2 separate regions of the Gossypium hirsutum genome follow, and region 2 is linked to region 1. Evidence: chromatin contacts called from public Hi-C data. All regions are on one chromosome and are shown on one strand. The core of a region is the stretch at or near the end of the contact, and the rest is flanking DNA. Distances in the headings are between cores, read along the strand shown.

Region 1 (2,700 bases), core at 143-2,642:
AGACATATCAAGGACCTATTTATTTTGCAGCAAGAATAACAAAAAAGTAGAAACTTTTTTATGTTTTTCATTGGGAAGCCTATGGCTTAAATTCATCTAAGCTGAGCTTCGATATATTTATAAGCGACCCCATCAAATAAAACACTTACCAATTATTGGCATCAAAAGGATCTCATTATTCTGCAATTTTTTCTATATTTAGGCATATGCTAATCCTTTTGTGAGTATAATTCCGATGGCATTTTTAATTACAGGCATGTCAGTATGAATGTGTTCCTATGGACAACCATAGAGTTCAATCGTCTAACAGGAGCCAAAACAAATTAGTAAACTTCATCAATAGTAAAACTCAATTCTTTTTTTCAATCCAAGTTATTCTTCAAAAAGGTATCACAACTTACGGTATTATTAACCTTGCAAACCCAAAGAAAGTAAATACATTCCATTTCCCATTATGTTTCCTCAATCTACTTGACTTAATATACACATAATATGTTTTTATTTATTTTAGGCTTCATTCATTTTAGCTCCTAAAGTATACTTGTTTTCTCGTTTTAATCCTTATTTTTTTCCCTCAATTTTATACCTTAAAAACACTTGAATTTTCAATTTAATACCTAAAATATACCTTCGTGATATTTTTTTAATCCAATTTTTCTCATAGCCAATTAAAAAAATACCACGAGGTGCCTTTATATACAAAAATAACTATTTTCTTTATTAATTGTATATACACATTAAAAATGTAAAAATGGAAATAAATATATAAAAGTTTAGAATATATATATATATAATCTAGAAAAAAACATATGAATTATAAAATTTATAAAAAAATTAAAAATTTGAAAAGAAATCAGTGGAAATTAATAATATTATTGAAAAAATTTAAAGAAAATTTTAAAAAAAAGTTTAAAGTACACTGGTGAATGATGATTCTTTTTGTGACAAATGATGTTCTTTTTTGCGCCACACATCAATATTTTTTGTGAAGTATACTCTTTTTTCGTTATAATTATGGACCGCTTTTTATGCATTTCAGTACCTATGGTTGTGCTTTTAACTTTGAAAACAATTACTAAATATTCATCTATTGTTGATTTAGCATTAGTTTGATTGATATGAATATTAATGTCAATATAGAAAAATATGAGTTTGAGTGCGTTAAAATGCATTATTTTTTTATTTATGGATTTAAGAGGGACTATACTTTTAAAAAAAAATTCAATTGGATTAATGAATTCAAATCTTAAACAAAAAAATATCCCATATGTTGGATTCGGTTAACTCTAGCTAAGTAGGCCTAAGAAAACAAATAACAAAAACTGGCCGCCATCAGATTGGCCCATAAATTCAAAAATAAAAACTGAACTGAAATAATAAACCTATATCTATACTCCAGTCGTCGGGTACAGCTGGCCATCATAATGATACTGCCAATTCATATCCCCGAGACAGCTGTAAAGCGAAGCAGATCTTCTGAAAAAAATCTTTTGCTTATCTACTTTATTTCCAAAACAGAACCATTTGCTTTTCTTCCATTTCAAAAGTCACAAACTCTTCTTTTCCTCTTTCATTCCGATGGTCTTAGTCGTTTCTTCTTCTCTTTTAATTTGAAAGTTCCCGGAAATTTTTCTCTATTTCTCTTCTAATCGATTGTGGAATCCCTCCCTCTAGGTATTGTTCCTTGCCATTCTTGAGTGCTGCTTTTGCTAATAGATGAGCGCATGTATTTTTTGTCCTTGGGATGAAATGGGATCTGATTTCTTGGAAATGTGTCTTTAGACTTTGAATGTCACCGATAATTGCTCCGATATTTGATCTGTCACGATCTGCACTTTGACATTTTGTTATTATCGTTCTCGAGTCTCCTAGTATGTCCAGAGTATGAAAACCCATATGAATCCCTAATTTTTTTGCTTGAAATCCTACATGTGCTTCCACCCAAACGGAGATGCAACGTTGAAATGAAGAGTTGATTTTAATGCTATGATTCTACCCCCTCATCTTTAACAACTAGGTTTGATGTAGATCTAAAATTTTGTAGGTCAAAAGCCGCATCAAAATAGATAGCCACCTTCGCCCTCTACATGTTCTGTATGGGTCTCGTTTTTGCTTCCAAGATAAGTACTTTGTCCTCTATACCATCCAACTCTGAAATGTAACTGGTAACTTGTTTTGAGATATCTTGACTGGTGCTTGATTTGCCTTCATAGATTAACTTGTTTCTATTTGTCCATATTAACCAGAGTCCGCAACAAAAGATTCTACATTGCTCATTCGTCCCTTGATTGAAAACCAAAGTAAGCCAAGTCCAAAAATCTGGATTGCTATTATTAAGAACCCATGAGAAGTTTAAATGTCTCCACACTTCCTTCGTTGTAGGGTACAATCAGAAGACATGGTTACTGTCTCCTTCACCTTGATGGCATCTAATACACTGATCCTCAACCATTACTCTTCTCATCTTCAGATTAGAAAAAAGTGGGGATGTAATTCCACAAAATTTTCCACATTGTAATTTTGAATTTCGAAGGCATGTATAGGTTCCGCAATTTCTTGTAAAAATTTTTAGTATCGGCCTGTATATAATTACTAGGATTCAATGTAGTATCCTGTAATAGTTTATAGGCACTTCTTACTGAGCAGTTTCTAAATGACTCCCCTCTCCACACCTGAAAGTCTTCATGAGTGGACTTTGCT
Region 2 (2,700 bases), core at 64-2,563, 140 kb before region 1:
TTGAATAAAAATAAATAAAATATTTGTGTTTTTATATATTTCTTTAATTTTTTAAAATTAGGATTAAATTGAGAACATTTGTTAATTTTGAGAGTTACTTTTTAAAATTATGACTAAATTGACATAATATGTAAAAGTTGAGAGTTAAATTTGTTATTATACCATTTTTAACTGCTAGGTCATCTTGCTATTTGTGATTTTAACGGGAGTGATCAAAATGACTAAACTATGTAACATGAATATTTAAATTGCAAATTTTTTTTATCTTGAATGCCTAAAATGAAAGTTTTTTATAGTTGGGGGACTATATGTGTAGTTTACCTTTTAAATTTTATGTTAGATTAAGTCAATATATGCAAATCATGCCTAGAATTATTCTAATCTAATTATAATTTAAGTTCAATTATTAATCCGGTCATACTTTATAATGTTAGGAGTAGGATTACTTTACATCCATTATTTGTTTTTAGGGTAATTATTTGGTATATAAGTGGTGGAAATTTTTATTCCATAAGTGAAGTTGAGATTTTGTCACATATCTTATTTATATATTTTTAAATATTTTAAATACAACTTAAAAACATATGATAAAATCTTAATTCCACTTATTCCACCGGCTATATAGTAAATAATTATCCTTGTTTTAATATTTCATTTAATTTAAATCTAACTTATTTATATTATATTCAAATTATTGATTAAGTTAGTATTAATTACACTTTAATTGAATATCAAGTCAGTAGAAAAATAATTAAAAATGTATTTCTTTTTTATAAAATAATAAATATATAAAATTTAAACACATAATAAATCTTAAGAGATACCCACAAGTAACATAAATTGGACATAGCATTTCATGATTTCTAATTTCTTAAATTTACTATTATAATTATTTTTGTTGTTGTGATGGTCTAAATGTGGTTAAATATAAAAGTAATGCCAAATAAACATACATACCATGTTGTTGATATTTTATATTTTTAAAAAGTTTTCTTCTTCAAAATAATTTCATTTTCCTTTTCTGGCAATTCTAATGTAAAAGTTAATTGTAGAGCTGAGTGAGGAGACTAGCGCATGCATTCGATGCGTATCCAGTGCAGCAATATGTTTATAGTTTTTAAAGTCCCAATAAATTATTCTTAACAATTAAATTAGTCTCTAGATGTAGAATATTGGCACGAGCAATAAAAGAGGCACATGGTGGAAATTTCATCCCCGCGTAGAACTTTTGGACATCCGTAAGACGCCACATCAGCATAGTGAAGCTCTTTGCGGCTTCCAAATTCCAATCGACGCGTCTCTTTAACTTTGACTCATCACTCAGAGTCAGAGGATGGCTTCCCCCATATGCTATATATAACAGAGCCGCAAATTCGTCTACTTCTCAATCTCAAACAACAACAACAACAATAACCAAATCCTCTGCAAGGAACAAAACAAAAACAAAGAAATCAAGACTTCAGCCATATAGCACTCGAAGATGGTGAAACACATAAGTGAAAAACCAGCAGTGGAGCGAAGCGATTCACGGTTCAAGGGTGTCCGAAAGCGAAAATGGGGGAAATGGGTGTCCGAAATCAGACTACCCAACAGCAGGGAAAGGATTTGGCTGGGATCTTATGACTCAGCCGAGAAAGCAGCGCGTGCTTTCGACGCCGCTCTTTTTTGCTTACGCGGCCTCTCTGCCAAATTCAACTTCCCTGATAACCCTCCCGAGATAGCTGGAGCTAGGTCTTTAACGCCGCCCCAAATTCAAGCCGCTGCAGCACAGTTTGCGAACTCGGAGCCTCCCAGGATCCAATCCGAGCAATCCAACTCTGGGTTCCAAACGGAGTCCCCATCACCGTCGGTTTCGGACGGGACTGTTCAGTTAGATAGTGAGTTGCCTATGGACGGGTCGTTTCTGGATCTTTTGACAATCGGTTCGGGTAATTATGAATCGGATTATGGGTTGCTATTCCCTGGATTTGAGGATTTCTCAAGTGCTTTTCTCGGATCATCGTTGCCCAGCATCGGGTACGAAGAGGATTATTTGGATGGGATTTTAGTTCCAGAATCTTTTCTTTGGAATTTCTAAAATCGGGTCGACCTGGGCATTTTAGTATCCAGAGTTGGATCCGGATATTCGAGAGGGCCAATTTTTGTACGGCCATCCTTCTTTGCTCATCCTTAAAAGCAGCAATTATAATAGCTTACTCCGTAAAACGAATGTAAAGTTTATAAAATTTTTTATTTTTCTTCTTTTTCGTGTGTAATTTTTTGTAGTAATTGGATGGATTACTGTTTATTGTTTTAATAAAATATAAAAGGATTATTATATTACTACAGCTGTTAAAATGGAAACCTTATAGGATGTCTCTCAACCTGTCGGTACACATAAATTTCATGTGTGAGCTTAGAATGAAAAATTTGTCGGTATTTCTCATTTAAAATTTTAATTTCTTGCTTGGAGTCAGAACAGACCGTACTCCATTTAAGGGGTAAATTATTCTATTTTGTTTTTCAGATCTTATTTAAGGGTTGGTATCAAAGTGTTTAATCAGTTCCAACAGTGCTTGCGCATCTTCTTTATTTAAACTTGGATTTCACTTTTCACTTTCCCAATTTTACTTCCCTAGCTCTTATTCTCCATCCTGACCTTCCCAATTTATTAATACAACGCCATATTTCCACTAAATGTTCGAATGCTTAAATGCATCA

The links. A called contact is a pair of places that touch in the nucleus more often than the background predicts.
Region 2: a Hi-C map of leaf shows a contact between it and region 1, with 3 times the contacts expected there. The contact joins the promoter of LOC107961636 here to the promoter of LOC107961637 in region 1. A contact is called at or near these places in 3 of 34 Hi-C or Micro-C datasets (leaf and petal).

What each region holds. Positions count from the first base shown.
Region 1 is chrA06:21,542,340-21,545,039 of Gossypium_hirsutum_v2.1, reverse strand. It overlaps LOC107961637 (20 kDa chaperonin, chloroplastic), which reads left to right and starts at 1,392. Exons shown (of 10, transcript XM_041115858.1): 1 at 1,392-1,674; 2 at 2,045-2,300; 3 at 2,383-2,700.
Region 2 is chrA06:21,682,328-21,685,027 of Gossypium_hirsutum_v2.1, reverse strand. LOC107961636 (ethylene-responsive transcription factor ERF017) reads left to right here and starts at 1,313. Exons shown (of 1, transcript XM_016897694.2): 1 at 1,313-2,322. The coding sequence starts at 1,481. The coding sequence ends at 2,077.